Linked DNA regions of Mus musculus: regions 2 and 3 are each linked to region 1. A link is a contact called in public HiChIP or PLAC-seq data. All regions are on one chromosome and are shown on one strand. Each heading gives the region's core, a stretch centred on a gene start, on an enhancer-like site or on the middle of the called end of the contact. The rest is flanking DNA. Distances are from core to core; before and after follow the strand shown.

The links. HiChIP or PLAC-seq counts read pairs in DNA pulled down with a chosen protein or histone mark.
Region 2: an H3K27ac HiChIP or PLAC-seq map of embryonic stem cells shows a contact between it and region 1, with 26 read pairs. The contact joins the promoter of Adgrl1 here to the enhancer-like site in region 1. A contact is called at or near these places in 10 of 39 promoter capture datasets (the 3T3-L1 cell line, 3T3-L1-derived adipocytes, the C10 cell line and 6 more), 3 of 15 datasets of contacts at CTCF or cohesin (the NIH/3T3 cell line, embryonic stem cells and pro-B cells), 21 of 484 Hi-C or Micro-C datasets (the 3T3-L1 cell line, B cells, the G1E-ER4 cell line and 10 more), 18 of 115 datasets of contacts at active chromatin or transcription factors (bone marrow-derived macrophages, craniofacial prominence, differentiating embryonic stem cells and 8 more) and 3 of 9 other capture datasets (adipose tissue, liver and pancreatic islet).
Region 3: a contact with region 1 is called in an H3K27ac HiChIP or PLAC-seq map of embryonic stem cells, with 8 read pairs. The contact joins the promoter of Ddx39a here to the enhancer-like site in region 1. A contact is called at or near these places in 3 of 39 promoter capture datasets (the SN4741 cell line, cranial neural crest and embryonic stem cells), 1 of 15 datasets of contacts at CTCF or cohesin (large pre-B cells), 4 of 115 datasets of contacts at active chromatin or transcription factors (bone marrow-derived macrophages and embryonic stem cells) and 4 of 9 other capture datasets (adipose tissue, embryonic stem cells, liver and 1 more).

What each region holds. Positions count from the first base shown.
Region 1 is chr8:83,818,022-83,821,774 of GRCm38.p6, reverse strand. No RefSeq gene overlaps it. Among named protein-coding and RNA genes, the nearest start is that of Gm51542, 50 kb to the right of the region's middle. Within about 2 kb of position 2,459, at least 8 of the 459 cell types and tissues checked have an H3K27ac peak or open chromatin away from gene starts, as enhancers often do. A contact at or near this core is called in differentiating embryonic stem cells and embryonic stem cells, where this site is marked.
Region 2 is chr8:83,897,897-83,901,553 of GRCm38.p6, reverse strand. Adgrl1 (adhesion G protein-coupled receptor L1) reads right to left here and starts at 1,456. Exons shown (of 23, transcript NM_181039.2): 1 at 630-1,456. It overlaps Gm26721 (predicted gene, 26721), which reads left to right and starts at 1,827. Exons shown (of 4, transcript NR_166528.1): 1 at 1,827-2,373.
Region 3 is chr8:83,712,806-83,716,578 of GRCm38.p6, reverse strand. It overlaps Ddx39a (DEAD box helicase 39a), which reads right to left and starts at 1,402. Exons shown (of 11, transcript NM_197982.3): 1 at 1,242-1,402.

The sequences.
Region 1 (3,753 bases), core at 1,210-3,709:
TGGCTCAGTGACTAACAAAAAAAAGACAATAACAAAAATTGTTTGTTTACTTTATGTGTATGTCTGACATGTATATATGTGTACCTCACACGTGCCTGGTGTCTTGGAGGCCAGGAGAAGTCATTGGATCTCCCTGGCACTGGGTTACCAGCCACTGTGAGCCACCACATGGGAGCTGGGTATTGAACCTGGGTCCTCTGGAAGAACAGCCACTGCTCCTTAACCTCTGAGAAGTTTCTTCCACTCTTGCAGTTTCTGTAAAATGGAGTTTTGTCTTACTTAACCGTCTGATAGACTAGACAGATCATTCGGTCAACATTTCCCACAGTGGGAAACCCTACACGTGGGCAGAGCTGTTGGGTTCCCCAAATATTGCTGAACACATTTGAACTCAGGAGATGTAGCCCAGAAGAAACAAACAAGCAGACACTGCTCAGGGAAAATGCTCCTCAGATGAGATGGACCCATGGCCTGTGTCCCCTAGTTCACTGTCCACCTTCCTTGCCTGCCCTCCATGGCCAGGACAAGGGGTATGGAAAAACAGACGTCAACCATTTAAAGGGGCTGGCACCACTTTCCTTCGAATGAATGTTCAAATTCAGACATTTCTCTTATTATCTTCTGCCAAGGGAAAAAATTAATAACACAGCACAGTATAAAATACTAAATTAAAGGCATTTTGGAACCAGCAATTATTTCATAAGCTTCTCCTTTATTGCCACGCTAATGTGCCTAATTGCTGTCTTAATGAGGACATTAATTTCTGGCTAATGTGATGTTATTATAGAAATTGCAGTCGATCTCTTAAAAGGGGGAAAAGTGCTAGAAAGCTGTCCCAAGAGGCAAGGGATCTGGTCACCCCAAGGTGGAGGTGCAAAGGAGAGAGGCGGAGATGGCGTAGGAATCCAGGCATGACCAAGATGCAGGAGCGAAGGAAAGAAAGGGAAGAAAGGGGCCACTGGGAGTGGGCAGCTGGGGACAGCGCTGGCAGAGCCAGCTGCTGCTATGCCTGGGGACCCAGCGAGAACAAACGGAGTGGAAGGAATCTGGAGAGCGGCGGTGAGACCTGCTGCTGGTGCATTGTGCAGTATGGACACTAGCGGCCACTCAGGGGTGGGGCTGCAGCATTGGCTATCACAACCAACGTTTGCAATAAATACCACTGTTCTCATCTGTTAGATGGAGAGATGGAGGCACAGAGAGGTTGAATAATTTATCCCAAAACACATGGGGAGTGTGTAGTGAGGGTGGGATTTGAACCCACCCCATCAAGTTTAACTGCAGAGCTGTGCAGCCTCTCGGCTGAACTCTGGCATGACAGACAGTAAGGATGGCAAGATGCGGAGGGATGAGGGCGTGGCTCATTGTCAGAGTGAGTGAAGAGTCTGTGGGATTTTCAGGTCCATTCCCAGAAGATGATGGATGGATGGATGGATGATAGATAGGTAGGTAGATAGGTAGATAGATGATAGACAGACACATTTCTAAACCAATTGGAGAAACAGTGTGAAGTACTTCTCTGAGCCAACACTGACACTCCCACAGGATGCCAAATGCTCTACCTTGGGAAGAGAGGGATGGATGTAAAGTTGCAGGTGAGCACTCCCTGACCTGAAAGGGAACACAAAGAAGGCTAAAGGCTTGGGCTGGAGATGGACTGTAGTGCTCTCTGAATAGGAATCCACTACAGGCCACATAACACAGCCACCAGAGGGAAGTGACTGGAGGTCAGAGCAGTCTCTAGGATTGGGTGGATGGTATGGCCCCTCACTGTGGGATTCTAGGCCGGAGTTCTAGCTGAGCCATGTTCCCAGCCATGCCCCCAGTCGGGAGAGTCTAGACAGGGGTTCTACTACTGAGCCACACTGCCAGCAGGCACTGAGCTGCCTCTGAGTCCCGAGTCTCTTACTGGGCATTCTAGGCAAGAGCTCTACCACTAAGCCATCTGTCCAGCCCTGATGGGATTCTTGCTAGAGGTTCTACTTCTCAGTTCTTTTCCATTTCACCTGAGACAGAGTCTCAACTCTGTAGCCCAGGCTAGCCTGCTCCTCCACCTCAGCCTCCTGTCCTAGGCCCCTTGTCGCCAGTGTTAATGACAGTAGCTGAAGCCGGGTGCAGGAGCTGGCACTGCTGCTATTTGATCTAACTATCTCCTCCTGGGGCGTGAGGCTTCACTCTGTCCCCAGCATGCTGTTCAGAGCCAGGCTGGGAAATGTGTGGGTCTCAAGGGCTCTGCCCTTAGCCCTGGATTAATATGTTGGTGAGTCTATAACTTGATGAACTGTTGGTAGGTGTTGGATGCTGGATGGCACTCTAGGCAGATGCAGTGGGATTGTTCTAGTTAGGTTCTCAGCTGCTATACTAAAACATAGACCAAAACCAACTTGGAGCCGGACACAGTGGTGCTCACCTTTAATCCCAGCACTCAGGAGTCAGAAGCAGGTGGATCTTTGTTAAGTTTCAGATCAACCTGGTTTACATAACAATTTGCAGGCCAGAGCTACATAGAGAAACACCCCACCCCCACCCCCACCCCTACCCCACCCCACCCCCGCCACTCTTCTCAAAACCAAACAGGGGCTAGAGAGATGATGCAGTCATTACAAGTACTGTCTGCTCTTCCAGATGACGCAGGTTCTATTTCCAGGACCCATAAGACAGCTCGTAACTCTCTGTAACTCCAGCTCCAAAGAGTCCTCTCTGGTCTCCTTGGACACCAGGCAGACAAGTGGTACACACAAACATGCAGACAAAACACCCATACTTACCAAATAAAGATAAAACTCTAAACAAACAAAGCAGCAGCAAAGATGCCTTGTGGAGGAGAGGGTTTACTTCATCTTGCACCTCATGGTTTGCACCTCATCATTGAGAGCGTCAGAGAAGACACTCGATGCAGGGCATGATGCAGAGGCTCCCGGGAGAGGATGCTTCCTGGCTTCCTGGCTTCCCTGGGGATGCTGGCTCCCCAAGACTTCCGCAGTGTGATTTCTTATACAACCCAGGACCAACCTGGGGTTCCAGACCAACCACCCACAGTGGGCCAGGCCCTCCCACATCAATAATTAAAAAGGAAAACACCACAGTGGGCCAGGCCCTCCCACATCAATAATTAATTAAGAAAATGCCCCACAGTCTTGCCTATAGGACAGCCTAATGGAGGCAATTCCTTAATTAAAGTTTCTTCCCAAATGACCCCAAGGTTTGTGTCAAGTTGACAAAAACCAGCACAGGACTGCTGGGGTTTGTCTTGGCGGAGTATATATAGCTTGCCTTTTGCCCCTTTGTTTCTCTGGTCACCATAAGGGAAACGGCCTCCAGCCACCGAGGCTCACTGTCCATGTCTGCTCCACCTCAGGCCCAGAACACAGAACTGTGTGACTGGCCTTAGATGAGCCAGGAGCCCATATAAGGCCTTTCCACTTTCCCTTCCTTCTGTGCATGTCCTGTAACAGTGAGAGAGGCTAAGGCAGATTTTGTGGGTGGGGTTCCTGATACTTGACAGCCTAGCCAACAGACTAAGACAAGAACTAGATAACTAATACCTGGTTTCCAACTGATGATCAGATTATATCCAGATAACACCAGTTGAAAACTGAAGATAGAAATTGAAAGTGGGTTTTATCTTCTCATTTGTTTGAGACAGTGTCTGATGCCCTGACTATCCTCAAACCTCATACAAAACCAAGGATGGCCTTGAACTTCCTATTCTCCTGCCTCTGTGTGCTGGAATGGAAATGTTTTAATCACAGC
Region 2 (3,657 bases), core at 207-2,706, 81 kb before region 1:
AGCTCTATTTCAGGAACACCTGGAAGAGGAGAGAAAGCTCGTTCCGGTAGATCCAACCTGACAGCCTCCATCCGTGCTTAACAGGGTACCACTAACAGAAGATGTCTCACAACTGCACCAGGGTTGCCCAAAGCACCCCTCCGGGCTGAAACTCACTCGACACCCAGACATACCTCTCCCCATACCACCCCCAACCACCATTAGCGCCACTGCCTCCCAGAGAAAAACAAGCCATGTCGGGGGGGGGGGGGGGCTGGCCCAGCATCCTGCGGTGCCAGCCCCCCGACATGGCTTCTCTGGGGAGCCCGGGCCCGCGCGCTGCGCGCACACGCACCCTCTCCACTCACACCCAGACACCTACACAAACAGGGCGCCAAGCACCCGCGCGCACACGCACCGGGGACACGCAGGCACCGCCGCGCCGCTTCCCCACAAAGGCCGGCGCGCGCGCGGGCACACGCAGCCACGCGCGGGCACACTAGCGGTCCCCTCCCCCTGCAGGGCACCCTGCGGCCGCCCATCCGCACCCTCACCAAGCCCCCGGCGGGCGGGGGTAGGGTGCTCCCCGCCCCTCCCGCCGCGCACACCTGGCCCAGGTGCGGCGTGGCCTGAGGCTCCCGCACACTCACCTGTCCAGCGGCGCTTCGGGGTCGGCCGTGCGCGCTCCTCCGGCGGCTCCGCGAAGCCGGGCCCCCCGCCCGGCACATCTCCCGGAGCCCGGCCCAGGGGGAAGCGGGGAGGGGGTGGCTGAGCGAGGGAGGACTCCGTGTCCCTTCTTTCCTCCGGCCCAGCACCGCCGCCACCGACCAAAATTTAAAAGGGAAGGGGTGGGGGGGGGGAGTATAAAAAAAAAAAAAAAAAGGAAAGAAAAGGCGGATCGCGGCGCTCCGGAGGCGGCCCCGGCCCCGGGCGCGCGGGTCTGCGCCCCTCCCGGGGAGCGAGGCGTGGAGGCGGAGGGGCGGGGGCGGCGTCAGAGCTCGGGGGGCTGGGGCGAGGCGGAGCCCCCCGAGGCGGCGCCGGCTGCCCGCATCTCCCCCGCAGCTCCGCGGCCCCGACGGAGGCGGCACGTGTGTGCCCAGGCGACTTCCCAGCGCCCCCGGACGGCAGCGGGCGAAGGGTTAACGCGGCTGCCCGGGCGGCCGCGCAGGCCCCCGCCGCCCGGCGGCGCCGCTCCTGGGCCCGCGCGGCCCCATCCGCCGGGGCGTCTCCGGCAGACGGCGGGGCGGGGGCGTCGCAGCGCCGACTGCTCCCGCGCCGACCGCTCGCGCTGCCCGCAGGGGGCCGGAGCTACACAGCTGGAAGCAGGCGCGGCGGCGTTGCGCCCCCGGGGTGGCCGGAGCAGGGGGCGCGGGGCTGGGCCCGTGGGCACCGCAGGACTCGCGGAGCGAGCGGGCGCGGGGCACCAGCAATGACAAGCCGCCTGCTCTCGGCGCTGCCGGGCCCGCCGGCTCCGGGAGGGGGGCGGCGGACAAGCGCAAAACCTGGCCTGGACTACCCGCCGGGGACTAGTCTCCGCAGCCCTCCCGTGCGCCCCGAGGAAGGGCCCGGAAACCTGGCCTGGAGTTCCACTCGCCTCCCCCAAGGAAAAGTGGGCAGAGGGAGGCGACGCGCTAGATCCCCCTAGTTGGGCTGGGGGGGGGTGGGGTGCGACGGGCGGCAAGAAAAAACGGAACGGACTCTGCAGCCGTGCTGTGCAGAAAGGCGCCTAGCCGGTGAGGGGTAAATGGAGAGCTGTGCAAGGACTGCGCAAAACCTGGTCCGGATTTGGCAGAGAGGGTAGGGACGGGAGGGGCGCGGTGTGGGGGGGTAGGAGTGGGAGGGGAGGTAGCTGCGACAGGGCCAGATGCACTCGAGGCACGCAAATTTCGGTCCGGATTCTTCCAAGGGAGATGGAGTAATGCGTCAGGCCTGTGCGGTGGCAACAAAAAAGACCTGGACCAGAGCGTCTCCCACCCGGGATTGCAGGAGGGCCGGAGGGAGTGCTGCTTAGTGACTGACAAGAGCGTAGGCTGTCCCCCATCTTCCTAACAGCGACGTGGGGTGGGGAGGGACAAAATGAGGGCTGGACTGAGGTATGGAAGGATCCCGCGCGCTGGCTGCAACAGAGCCGGCAGGTAAAAGCAGTATCTGGATCCTGGGTGATGCGACAGGAAGGGGATGTGGTGTGGATCCCGCTACCCTGGGAGACCAGACCTACAATAAAAAAATAAATAAATAAATTAATTAAAAAAAAAAACGAGGGAGGGACGCAAAGCCAGGACTGGAGCGTAGGTAGGATGGGATGAGAACAGCCCCCCTCCCCCAAACAGAAGAGAGAGCCTTGGCAACCGGACAGGGTCCTGGAGCTGACCAGGCTGCAGGAGCGGAGGAGAGGTTAGTATCTATAAACGCCTCAAGCGTCTGGTTTTGGAGGGGGTGGGTAGGGAAGAAAAAAAAAATTGAATTTTAGGTTGATGGCGAGAGCAAAAGCCCGGTGCAGATTTCCACAACGTAAGAACTACACTGCAGGTGATGGACTCGGAGAAGTAGGGCAGCGGATCGGACTTAGATTCCTAGGCTTTGGACTTAGTGAGTGAAGCCAGAGGCTGGGTTCAGCCCCCCAGCTACAGATGAAGCCTAGGATTGCTTCTCTAGATGGGAAAGGGGGTCGACCTGGCCCAAATATCTGGAGCCAAAGCTACCACTGCCTAGACTTATAGTTTATTTGTTTTTTTGGTTTTTTTTTTTTTTTTTGGTGGGGGGAGGCTATAAAGCTGAACCCGGGGCCAAAACCAGGCACTTAAGCAATATAGACAACTCAGTGCGGGGGTTGGGGTGTGGGTTCAGGGGAGCGGAATCCAGAGAGGTAAGAACAGAGCTTGGAAGCTGCCGCGCTGAGAATCCGTTTTACGAAGGATGGGTGCAACTCTTAAGATTGATGGCTGAGGAGAAGCAAAAACTGGGCTTGGATCCTTGGGGAAGGGAATCCACCCAAAAGCAGCCTAAATACCGAATCCGGCAGCTTATTCAAGTTCAACGTCCAGCTGAATGTTAGCACTGCCTTAGGAGTGCAGATAAACCCTGATGTGGATTTTTCAGAGAATGTGATGTGCTGAGGTTAGAGCAGGAGGTGTGGGGTGGGGTGGGGGATGGGGTGGGTTAAAAGTCCATCTCAGTGTGCATGGAAGGTGCTGTTCTGCCTGCTGAGTGGGTTAAAGTCAGGAAAAGGTTTGAGAGTGGAAGAACTTGGGTGGGTCTTGAATAGGAACAAAGATTATCCACAAAAGCCTTAATGTATAGGCCATTAACCTGTTCCCAAAAAACCCTTCTATGTAGCTCCTCCTGGTGGGAGATTGGGCGGGGAGGCACCGTTGCGTGGACAGGGAAAAGGGGCCACTACCAAAAATTTCATTCCTACTTCTTTAAAAGACACACTTCTCTTCCAGGATTAAGGGTCCTTGGTTCTTCAAAACCAAACTTCAGGGAGGAGTACTTATGTGAGGTGCTACCCCCACCCAGGGAAGACTCCATGTTTGAAGAGTGTCAGCTATGAACCTAAGTGACCAGGGGACTGAATCCAGGGAACCAAAGATACACTACACCTCGAGTGCAGGAAAGATCCTATCCTTTTTGTGACTGACTGATAGAGAGGAGGGTCCCGTCTCTCTGTGCGTTTCC
Region 3 (3,773 bases), core at 153-2,652, 100 kb after region 1:
ACTAGCCTCGAATTCCAGATCCTCCTGCCTCCACTTCCCAAATGCTAGAATATATTAAAAATGAATTCTAAAAAATGCCTGAGACAGGGACAGACAGATCTCTAGTTCCAGGCTAGCCTGGGCTACACAGTGAGATCTTGTTTCAACAACAACCAAAAAACTTTTAAGTTCTAAGACTGGCTAGGCAAGGTGGCCAATGTGGCTTAAGAATTAATGATGCTTTCACACGACCTGAGTTAGGTTTCTCAGTTTACATCCTTCTAACTCCAGGGTCAGTACTTCCGGCCTCCTAGAGCACCTGCACACAGGTAGTCATTCAAATATTTACACCTAAATAAAAAACTTCAAGAACAACCTCGATTTCAGGAGAACCTATCTTCTGGCCTCTCATATGTGTACTCTGTCTTTAGGCAGTACTGCTTTAAAAACATTTATTGTGCTGGTGAAAGGATAAATGTGAAGCCGGGCTTAGTGGGACACGCCTTTAATACCAGACCTCCGGGGACTGAGCCAAGTGGACCTCAGTGAGTTCGAGCCCGACCTGGTCTTCAGAGAGAGAGTTCAAGGACGACCAGGATTATGTAAAGAGATCCTGTCTCAAGAATCTAGGCACACAAAAGGTTCCGGGAACTAGTTGAGGCGCAACTCGGAGCGTATGGCCCCCCACCCCCAATACGTCAGGCCTTGCTTCAACCAGGAAAATGAAACAAGTGAACCCAGACTGTCACAGACCTAAAGTTTCAACTATAGGTCCAGGCAGACCAGAGGCAACGGGCTGAACCGGCCTCACACCGGGAAAGCGACGCCGAGTGAATGGCCACGTTCCTAAGAGGCGCGACACTGGCCTTCCGCATCAGAGTCTGGAGAAGAATCTCCTGGGCGAGCGGCGGAACAAGACGGGAAGCCGGTGACTGCAGACTCGGGACGTCTGCCCAGATAGCCTGAGTCCTCTCGCCGTGACCGAAAACGCAGTGTGGATCCGCCCGGTCCCTCAATCCCACCACGGTACACATGGGGCCTCCGAGAGCCGCCATTCCCATCACCGTCCCCGGAAGCCGACCTACTAACGGCTGGCCCGCCCCTGGCGCATGCTCAATGGAGCCCAACGGCCGCCGGCTCGAGGTGCCTAACCGTCCCGCTGCTGTGCGCCCACTCCTCCCGCTGCACCGCGCCCCGCAGCTTCCCTTTCGGCGAACCCACAGCCCCGCACCGCGGCCCCGGCCTCGGGACCCGCCACTTACCTGCCGCCCGGTTCGCCTCCGCGAGCTGCAAAGAGAGCCACCCGTCCGGTTCTACGCCGCGACCCTGGACGCGCGCTACAGTGCTTCCTGCCTGGAGCCCAACTCGAGTCTCGCTCACTGGATAGCTGGCTTATCACTCAACAGAGGAAAGGATGATGGTTGGTTTATAAGGACGCTGTCGACCGGCTATTGGGCGTACCTAGACTCAGGTTCATTGGGCAGTCGTAAAGTAGGCGTGTCCAAAGGGGGAGTGGGCTAAGCGGCGGTTCCCGCCCAGTCACGTGAGATGAGTTAAGGGCCACAGTGGATACTGCCACTTTTAGCTGGCATCCGCACGTTAATTGCGCGTGTATGTGCCCCAGCTTTTTAAAGTGTCCTTGCCTGCCTAGCTTAGAAGCCCTGACTCTTTTGTTTGGTTGTATCATTTCGAGACAGGGTTTCTCTGGGTAGCCCTGCTGTCATGGAACAACTCCATCTGTGACCAGGCTGTCCTCAAGAGATCTGCCTGCCTCTTCCTCCATGTGATTGAAGGTGTGAGTGCTGTGATTAAAAGCGTCCACCACCACGCCCAGCCCCCCTTTTTAAAAAGATTTATTTATTTTTGGTTTTCGAGACAGGGTTTCTCTGTGAAGCCCTAGCTGTCCTGGAACTCACTCTGTAGACCAGGCTGGCCTCGAACTCAGAAATCCGTCTGCCTCTGCCTCCCAAGTGCTGGGATTAAAGGCGTACACCACCAGGCCTGGCAAGATTTATTTATTATTACATCTTAGTACACTGTAGCTGTTCAGACAGCACCAGAAGAGGGCGTCAGATCTCATTACAGATGGTTGAGTCATGATGTGGTTGCTGGGATTTGAACTCAGGACCTGTGAAAGAACAGTCAGCGTTCTTAACCGCTGAGCCATCTCTCCAGCCCTTGTTTTTCTTACCCCTACATTGTACCACCACCAAAACAAAAATCCCAGGCCGTAAACTGAGCTCATAGTTCCAGAAAGCCAGCTCTTTGGGGATTGCAGAAGAAAAGCAGCTGCCTGACCCCAGATATCTGGTGATAGAAAAAGACCTTGTCTAAGGAAAACAGCTAACCCCCATTCTGCCCCTATGAAACCTTCTTCTCCCTTCCCCATCCTTAGCTATAAAATCCCCAGCCTGAAACACAATCTACATTGTCTAGATCATGGTACTGAGAGGCTACCTGCCAGATAAATAAACTCTAGATGTTAATGCTGTCTACACTCATCCTTTCTTTCCACAAACATAATTCTTTCTCTCTCTCTCTCTCTCTCTCTCTCTCTCTCTCTCTCTCTCTCTCTCAAAACAAAACAAAACAAAACAAACAAACAAACAAACAAACAAACAAAAACCAGTCAGAGTGGCACAGAACTTTAGTCCCAGTTCTCTAGAAGCAGAGAACTCTGCTTTCAACTAGCCTGGTCTACATAGGATAGTTAGAGGCAGGCAGAATTCTTTGAGTCCAAGGCCAGCCTTGTCTATACAGTAAAGTCCAGGATAGCCAGGGCTACAAAGAGAGACTCTGTTTCAAAACACAAACACAAAATGAACAAACAAACTGCCCACACATCTAGATTCCATCCCTGCAGAGCTGAAACCACTCTTAGTTATGACCATGGCAACTCATAAAAGAAAGCATCTAGTTGGGGGCTTGCTCACATTTCCAGAGACTCAGTCCCTTATCATCATGTGGGGAGCATGGTGGGACGAGTGGGAATGTCTTACTTTGTACACTGCTCTGTTGGCGTGTTTGTATCTGTGCAATGGAGATCAGCGAGCCCTGAAGAGCACACGCATGTCATTAAGGCTGGGCAGCAGCACCATCTCACTAGCCCTTTATTTTTATCTTTTGTTTATTGAGACAAGGTCTCACCACATAGCTCTGTCTGGCTTGGAAATCATGTAGATCAGGCTGACCTTAAACTCATATATACACCTGCCCCTGCCTTCCAAGTGCTGAAGTTAAAGGTATGTGCTACCTTACCCAACATACTTTATTTTATATCACTCAATTGCCAAGGCTACGCTGAAGTCACCATCTTCCTACCTCAGTCCTTCAGGTGCTGGGATGACAAGTGTCCCTTGCCCAGCTAGCTAGCTTTGTAATTAGCAGGGTCTCAGTGTTTCTAGTTTCCTTATTTGGTGTACTGAGGGTGGACTCAGGGCTGCCTGTGTGCCAGGCAAGCCCTCTGCCACTATCTACAGCTCCAGGCTTTGTTTTGGTATCATTTGTTTTAGGAGTTTGCTTTTTAGCCTTTTAAAAATATTATATATACGATCCTTTTGCCTGCAAGTATGCACGTGTACCACGTGTGTGCCTAGTAGCCCCAGAGGTCAGAAGATGCCATTGGATCCCCTGGAACTGGGGTTACAGACAATTGTGAGTTGTCATATGGGTACTGTAGTGGCTATTCCTGGTTGTCAACTTGACTATATTTGGAATGAACTACAATCCAGAATTGGAAGGCTCACCAGTGACCCTTATCTGGAGGCTTGGAGATAGAAGTTTCTGATCTGGAT